Linked DNA regions of Macaca mulatta: all the other regions are linked to region 3. The links are chromatin contacts, called in public Hi-C maps. All regions are on one chromosome and are shown on one strand. The core of a region is the stretch at or near the end of the contact, and the rest is flanking DNA. Distances in the headings are between cores, read along the strand shown. Region 1 overlaps CRACD (capping protein inhibiting regulator of actin dynamics). Region 2 holds the start of SRP72 (signal recognition particle 72). Region 3 holds the start of CEP135 (centrosomal protein 135).

What was found. Hi-C and Micro-C count contacts between places; a contact is called where the count stands out from the background.
Region 1: a Hi-C map of fetal cortex germinal zone shows a contact between it and region 3, with 2.9 times the contacts expected there. The contact joins the enhancer-like site here to the promoter of CEP135 in region 3. A contact is called at or near these places in 2 of 14 Hi-C or Micro-C datasets (fetal cortex germinal zone and liver).
Region 2: a Hi-C map of fetal cortex germinal zone shows a contact between it and region 3, with 3 times the contacts expected there. The contact joins the promoter of SRP72 here to the promoter of CEP135 in region 3. A contact is called at or near these places in 3 of 14 Hi-C or Micro-C datasets (fetal cortex germinal zone, fetal cortical plate and liver).

Annotation. Positions count from the first base shown.
Region 1 is chr5:77,159,030-77,161,729 of T2T-MMU8v2.0, forward strand. CRACD (capping protein inhibiting regulator of actin dynamics) reads right to left here. Exons shown (of 10, transcript XM_015138665.3): 5 at 2,090-2,158. Among named protein-coding and RNA genes, the nearest start is that of AASDH, 65 kb to the left of the region's middle. Within about 2 kb of position 1,377, at least 9 of the 40 cell types and tissues checked have an H3K27ac peak or open chromatin away from gene starts, as enhancers often do. A contact at or near this core is called in fetal cortex germinal zone, where this site is marked.
Region 2 is chr5:77,013,451-77,016,221 of T2T-MMU8v2.0, forward strand. SRP72 (signal recognition particle 72) reads right to left here and starts at 1,326. Exons shown (of 19, transcript NM_001260722.1): 1 at 1,186-1,326. The coding sequence starts at 1,294.
Region 3 is chr5:77,519,713-77,522,412 of T2T-MMU8v2.0, forward strand. It overlaps CEP135 (centrosomal protein 135), which reads right to left and starts at 1,373. Exons shown (of 26, transcript XM_028848572.2): 1 at 1,052-1,373. It overlaps LOC144341188, which reads left to right and starts at 992. Exons shown (of 3, transcript XM_078003561.1): 1 at 992-1,472; 2 at 2,191-2,253. The coding sequence starts at 1,144. The coding sequence ends at 1,458.

The DNA.
Region 1 (2,700 bases), core at 127-2,626, 360 kb before region 3:
GAAGGAAGAGTGGCACAAAGGAGAGTACTTGTAGCTTCATGTCACAAATCCTAAAATAATGAGTAGTTTGCTGATCCCTGGACTAGATCACCTCTGTGCTAAGAACCGTTAAACTCTTAGACACTGCATATATGCCTCAGCTCCTACATAGCACTTAGTCCCTTTGAGGCCGGGAATGTGTCTTTTTTCATCTTTGTGTGGGTCCCCTTTACACCCACATAGCAAACCTCATTTGGTCAGTGCTCAATAAATATTTGTCGAAGGAATGAAGGAAAATAAAGCAAAACATCCATACCTGGAACACGAAATTCCTGATCAGCAAAAATGTTTTGGTATGGCTGGGCGCGATGGCTCGCACCTGTAATCCCAGCACTTTGGGAGGCTGAGGCGGGCAGATCACTTGAGGCCAGGAGTTCGAGACCAGTCTGGCCAACATGTCAAAACCCCATCTCTACCAAAAATTTTAAAAATAAAAATAAATTAGCCGGGTGTGGTGGTGCACACCTGTAATCCCAGCTGGGGAGGCTGACGCATGAGAATTCCCTGAACCCAGGATGCAGAGGGTGAAGTGAGATGGCTAGGCTGCACTACAGCCTAGCCTACAGAGCAAGACTCTGTCTCAAAAAAAAAAAAAAAAAAAAAAGTTTTGGTACAATCACTCCAAAGAAGTCTCAGGGTACTGACTGCACTGAGAAGATAAAAGCAAGAGGGACCTGATGAGAAAAATGAGCGGCAAAAATCTGCCACGGGGACAAGTGCGGTCCTTCAAAGGATGAATTGTGGAACGGCCTGCAGCTCTAGAATACAGATGCAATCACTAAAAAATCACAACCTCAGATGAAGTGTAGATTTGAAAAGATCAGAGAGTGCGTGACACAGCCAGAACCCAGAGGCCACACTGAATCAGAAGGTAGAATGCCATGCCTGTACCTACAGAGAATTCACAGGCTGGCAGCAAGCAAAGGGCTCCTGGCCACACAATGCCAGAGTATTGCAGGGGGCGTAGCACTATGCCAGCAGCTCCAATGTGGCCAGGGTTTATCTGTTTGTTCCTGCTGAAAGCATGGAGTGGTGAGGTTTAGCGGAAGGGCTTGCATTTTGCAATTATCTTCTATATTTATGCACAAAAGATGAAAGATGAAGCAGCTAGCTCTAACAGCAAAATAGATGCTCAGTACATATTAATTTATGACAAGAAGCACAGAAAAATCAGCCTTTGGCCTTCTAGCTTTCATTTATTTATGGTTATCTTCATGATAGGCATCAGATTCTAAGCTGTTGCTGAATTAAACATTTGTTTCCATCCCCTAATAGATGCATGAGAAAAAGGAGTCGGAGCCAAATGTGACAGACTGAAGACATAGATAAGCACTTGACGCTGAGATTTAAGTGCTGTGCTTTGTTTCTAGTTATCCCAGCTGGCTTCCTCATTGTCTGGGTGGCAGCACTGTCTTGAGCCATCCCCTTCTTCAGGAGCAGATCCTGCTTCCTATACTGTCTGCCAGGCCTTGGGAGGATGTCTGTCCCCTTGTGCAGATGAAAGGTTCTCAGTGGGGCAGATCGGCTCCTACAGAAGAGGTGCCCGGAGAGGAGTCCACAGCGTTCTTACACTCCTGCCGGTAAAGTCCCAGGTTTAAAAAAATAAAAATAAAAGTAGAGAAATGCTAAAGTGCTTTTTTGTTTTGTTTTTGTTTCACTTCTCTAAATATAAGAGGACTAATTTCCTTACAGACTGGAGTTCAGCTATTCTGGAATGCCTTTTCCTTCAATTAACAGGGTCTTGAAGTACATGATCCTTTGAGGAAAGCTACCAATTTCTAGGACCCCAAACACAGGCATGCTGGGAGTATGGCTAGTTTTCAGAGCAGAGTTCAGTTCCAGCAGTTTGCCTTGCTACGGAAACAGACGCTCCAACATCTGTCACTAGTGGCATTCTGAAGGAATTTAAATATATGTAGGCAACATTTATGAATGGAAAATGAGGCAGCAGGTCACAAAAAAAAAAAAAAAGAAAAGAAAAAAGGGAGGGGGGAGAAGATGAAAGTTCACTAAGGAAAGAAGTTAAATAAATAAGTTCAAATCATATTACCTTCTCTTCCATCTCACTTCCAGCTCCAGGGAGATTCAGAGGACTTAGAGAACTTGGCGTATCACTGGACTGGAACAGTAAGAGAGCATTCAAGTCAAAGGCCTGAACAGGAAGTTCTGGGCAAATAACCAGACACTGTCTGTGCCTGGGTAGGGCCGCCCCCTCCTCTACACAGGGGTGCAGCTGGCCTCAGAGAGCCAGCAGGAGTCCCAGTGGGGACTATGCTAATATCCAAACTCCAACAGCACTGCCTGAGACACAGAGGGTGCACCAGCCTCTCCCCGAGTTCAATGTGTTTCCCACCTGGGTAGTCCCCAGTCTCGGTCCTTTGTGTTTTTCTCCACTGCCTGAGAGAATGTGAGTAGCTCAACAGCCACTTTCCCTGGGGTGCAGGGCTGTGTCTCATACATGGCCTCCAACCTCAATGCTTTGGCCTTGCTGGCTGACTCTGCCCCTTCTCCAGCCACACCTCCCCCATCTAAGCAATGAGTGAGAAGAAAGAAGGCCTACCAACTCCACATGCAGAGCTGGGCTGAGAAGGTGAAAGACCAGGGAGGGGCCAAGGAAACAGCAGAAAGGGAGAAGAAAAAGGCTAAAGATTCATACCCCCA
Region 2 (2,771 bases), core at 76-2,575, 510 kb before region 3:
CAGTGAGCTGAGATCTGGCCACCGCACTCCAGCCTGGGTGACAGAGCGAGACTCCGTTTCAAAAAAAAAAAAAAAAAAAAAAAAAAAAAAGAATTCCTGCAAAATACTACACTGCTACTAAGTACATAGTACTGTTTGGAAGGCTAGAGTTAATTCAAACAAATTTAGGGATAAATTCTAATTCGTAGCTATTCTCCTCAATGTCTGAAATCACCAAAAGTGCACTGTGGGCACAATCACTACTTTTCACGTTAACCCAGTACTAGAGTGTTGAAAATTATTTAGACAGCTTTCTATGTTACTGACACGCCTTTTAGGTTAATACTACTCTGAACAGCTAAGCCGTGCCTTGGTAATTACATTTCCAAACATAACATGCACAGGCTGTATCTTCACTAGAGAAGAACTGCGCACCACCGAGAACATTAAGTAGCATGGCCACGCCACATTCCAGGTATGTAGTAAAGAACAAAAGGATACGATGAATGAAACCTCACAACAAAGGCAGTAAAACCCTAAACTATCCCTTACAAGGCAAAAAAAAAAACAGGCCAAACTTTTCTTCCGACATTTATCCAGTGTTGGTGCTTCCACACACTTAATTTCTAACTTAACATGAAGAGATCCCATCTGTGGGAATGACAGGCCTGACATCCAGATCCAGCCCTTTCCTCTCGCCCAGTAGAATACGTACAGCTTCCACCCGGTCAGCACCAGCTTCTAAACTACGTGTCCCAAGCAGGTTCCTCCCCCTTTAGCGGCCAAAGAGAACAAGCTCCCTCAGTAATACAGTCCTGATCACTGCGCTCAAGATGAAGAAGAAAAGGAGGCACTTTGGAATATTTGTGAAATAAAACAGCAAAGAGGGAGTCAAATAAGAAAACAGTTTGAAATGGGCTCCGAGAGCTGCGGTCTCTTTAAAACCTGCCCTCGCTTCCCGCGGGGGGTAAAGAGGGAAGTACACGTGGCTCTAAGCAACCAGGGACCCCAGGCTGACCTGGTGAAGCCGAGGGGTGAGACCTGCGTCTCCCGGACGTTCGGGCCCGAGCCGGCGGGAGAATGGTCGGGGGGGTTTCGGGGGTCTCCCCTTCCCGTGCCTCCCGCGCGAGGTGGTCTCGCGCGCCGGAAACAGGCCGCATCCTCCCGCCGGCCTGGGCCCGCCCCAGTGCCCACCCCGACACTTACTCTTATTGACGGTCTTGAGAGCGCGCGTGAAGTCGCCGTTCTGGCCATACCGGTTCACTTCACTCCACAGCGCAGGCACTGACACCCCCCCACTGCCGCTACTCGCCATCTTGGAGGAGACGAGGGGCGGGGCGGGGCGACCTCTGCCCCGGAAGAGGATCTCTAAGGCTGCCAAGAGGAGGAGGAAGTTGATGATTGCTAAGCGTTGGGAGCGTCTTCAACTCTGAGGCAGCATCAGAGACCGTAATCTTCTGCTCTCGTGGCAAGAAATTTGCACGGATAGAGTTGATGCACCTCACTTGAAGTTGGCCTGGAGAAAGAGGCGTCGGACTCCCGGACGGGGTTGGGAAACGGTCACCAGTTTCGGCTCAAAGCAGCGTGTTTCCAGGAGACCGCCATGGTCGAGGCAGCGTCCCGGTCCCACGGTGCGGGCCCAGACGATCATTTGTGGGATATAAATAAAAGGACTATGAGGTGGTAAATGAAAGACTACCAACTAGAAGCCGTAGGGAGTCATTTGAAGGAGAAATAGGCACGGCTTGTCGGTGGTTGAGGGAAAGGGATCTTGAAAGATGATTAGGAGAACTTGGGTTCTGGGGAAAGTAGGGGAGGACATTCTGGCAGAGAAGCAAACGTGAGGAAAGGTAAGAAGGCAAGAATCTCCCATTACAAAGGGTTTGGTGAAACCCTCTGCCTGTCATTTTCGCTCCGTTCGGGAGCAGTGGGCAATAAGCTGAAAGGGTAGTGGGGTGAAAATGCCCGGGGTCAGTTCCTGGTCTGCGACTCACTAGATGCCTGACAATAAACAAGTTACTTAGCTTCCGGGAGTCTTTTTTCCCGACTGTGAAATAGGGATACTATATTTGTTCTAGAGATATAAAATATTAGGGTTTGCTTACGACCTTAGTATCAAGATGTGTTCAGGTGTACGAACGGAATGGTATCTATTGGGTACGCTTGGTGTGAGCATTTTTTTTTTTTTTTTTTTAAGAGACGGGAATCTTGCTGTGTTGCCCAAGCTGGTCTGGAACTCCTGGGCTCAAGCAATCCTCCCACCACAGCCTCTCCAAGTGCTGGGATTACAGGCATGAGCCACCACACCCAGACGATGTGAGAGATACACTTGATGTGAATGTTGTATTTTATTGAATGGCCTGCTTTTCAGACTCATATCTTGTCATGACTTTTACAACTTCTGCTACTCCGTCTGTCCCTCAGGAACCTAGCTAACTTCTTTTTTTTTTTTTTTGAGACGTAGTCTAGCTCTGTGACCCAGGCTGAACCTCACTGCCATCTCAACCTCCTGGATTCAAGCGATTCTTTTGCCTCAGCCTCCCAAGGAGTTGGGACTATAGGCATGAGCCACCGTGCCTGGTTAAGTTTTGTATTTTTAGTAGAGATGGGGTTTCACTATGCTTGGGTTGGTTTGAGACTAACCAAGCTAGTCTCAAATTCCTGACCTCAAGTGATCCGCCCTCCTCAGCCTCCCAAAGTACAGGATTTACAGGCCTAAGCCACTGTGCCTGACCTTGCTAACTTTTTTGTCTTTCAGTCTTTCTGGTTCTACGTTGAAAGTTACTTTGAGG
Region 3 (2,700 bases), core at 123-2,622:
TCCTAATGGATTTCCTAGGTTCCTTCCACAAGAGACACCTAAGTGATGCAGGGTTTTTAGGGAAATTCCTGCAGACATCAGAAATAGACCTGACAAATCCAGGTGTATTGCTAGCAGGGTGTAAACTTAAAGGGGTGCACCACTCAAAACATTTCCCCTCTTTGCTACCAACTCCAGTTACCCAGAGATAATACCTCCTCACATCCTGCTTTGGAGGGGAGAGAATGAGAATGAATACGAATCAATAAATCATGGGCAGGGCCTCAATACACAGGACAGATTAAAATCCTCCCAGACAGAAACATGTTAGGCCATCCCCACCCATGAACTGTTGCCTTCCCCGCCTTCCCCCGTAACCCCATCCAAATATGGCGGCTATACTCTAAGTTTCTAGCAAAGCAACATAAAAGGTTCGGTTTGGGAGTCACCCATACATATATGTGTAGAAGTATCTGGGGGTTGGCGTTTGAAAACCAGTACATTTAATGCTGTATGTACGTGTGCACAGGGGTTAAAAAAACAAAACCGCAAACAACAAAGAAACCCGTTAGCTGTGGTTATCTCGGAGTCCCTTCGTATTGAACTCAAAGTAGTAAAGGCTGGAAAGCAGTGGAGAGGCTTCAAAGGAGCTGGGTGAAGGTTAATTAAAGGCTGTCGTCCTACGCTTTGGGACATTTTTGTTACAAAGAGCATGGATGATTGTGACACTGAGACGGCATTTTAATGTTTAAATCGAACCATTGGTCAACAGCAAGCCCGTCTGCACGGCCTACACTGACGCTCCGTGACAAGTCGGCCCAAGCTCTCCTCCGGCCAATCTCCGGTTTGCAACTTTACCGTCGGGTGTTGACAGGAAGGAGGTGTGGGGGCGGGGTGGGTGGGAAGAGTCCCCGCACCCCTCCCCACCCGGTCCGACCCGGCCCGGCCTCACTTCCTCCCGCGGCCGCGCGACCTCCCGGCAGCTCCCGAGCCCGGCCCCCGGGTACCGCCCAGAAGGCGAAGGCGCCACCACCGCCGCAGCTGGACCCCTCGCTCCCAGGGCCGGACTCACCGGCAGCTTCAGCCGCATTGCCCTCGGGCCTCGATTTCCCCCACTAGCTCCTTCCCCCCAAGCACGGGCTCCGGTGCTAGGGCAGTTTGAAAATGGCGCGGAGGGACGATCCGGGACGACACGGAGGAGGCGCCGCGGTTGCCCCGGTAACGGGAGCGGCGGACGGTGCGCGGCTCGCGGCGGGGACGCGCTTGGAGATAGCGGCGCCCCAGTGCCCGGAAATGCAACGGCCCGGACAGCGCGAGGCCACGGCGCCCCCTGGAGGTCGGCGCCCGCGGCCGTCAAATGCCAAACCTCAGCTAGTGCCTGAGCTGGCATCCTCTTCCTCCTGTCGGCGGGAGGTTTGGATCACCTACTGCGTATGCGGCGAAAACGCCGCCCCAGTACCGGACCCTGCAGCGGAGTAGTCTTCACTTGCAAGGTGAACGCCTGCTCACCACGTAATCCCCAAACGCAGATAACACGTTGTCTCTGCAACTTTTCCTGACAACCATCCAATGCAATTAATTGTCCCACAATAGTATCTCCCTGAGGCGCTGTGTAGATCCATGGAATTCATCCATCAAAATACAATCATTTGTTGATCTGTCTCTCCCTGCCGCCACCAACTGTGAATTCCTTGAGTCGGAGACTGTTTTACTCAGCAAAACATTTGTGAGTGAGTGGAATTAAATTGAAATAAACTGTTATAGTCCACTCCCAGATGGAAAACACATAGTAAAATCCTAGAATTCCATTTCTCCCCTGAAAATTTCCCAGACGATCAGAGGGAGTTTCATTCTTTACTGTTTACTTTTCTCCCAAATAGGCCTTCTGAGGCAGCAGAATAGGGAAGGAAGTCAGAAGACTGACCAGCTCATACATATGAAATGCATATCGTACATACACTTAAAATCATGGCAAACTCACGCAGGCGCACTGAGAGAGAAAAACAACAAGAAAACGGATATGACAATTATAGGAAATCCCCTCCCTAGAGTTAAGGAAGAGTAGGAAGTGGGCATAAAAGAACAAAGGCTATTTTAATCCAGGGCTGATACCACTTGAAAATCAGCCCGTTCGTCTCTCTGGAACATTCTTTGCTTAATAAATTTTGTGGAGTGGTTATTTGTGAGTCTCATCCAATTCTTTGTTCACAGCACCAAGAACCTGGAACTCCCAACTTCCAATCTGGTAACATATTTTGGTGAGCCAGCCAGTAGGTAAGCCCAAAAGAACTGGGACTTTTTATTTTCTTTCCTTTTTGCTTCAGCTCTTTCACTTTGATTTAAAGCTGCCTTTTGCTGGCACAGATTGGGCAGTTAAGAGCCAAAAAGGCACCGGCCACTTGAAGACTCCCATTGTTGTGGGAAAGCAGAGGATCAGAGAGACCAATGGGTGGAGCAGGAAGACTTTATTAGGTGTGCACTGGCTCAGTGGATTTGCATCCAAAAAGCTGAGCCCTGAACAAAGACAGAGCTTGGCTTATATAGGCTAAACTACAGAAGCAGAACCAAGGCAGTAAATCATACAGTGACAGGTTTAGTAATGTATAGCATAACTGCTGACTTCGCATAACTTGTGGCTTTGCTTAGCCCGTGGCCTTGCAGCTGTGTCAAAAGAAAAACGGGAACCTACAAATCTTGCTAAACACAGGCAAAAATAGTCAT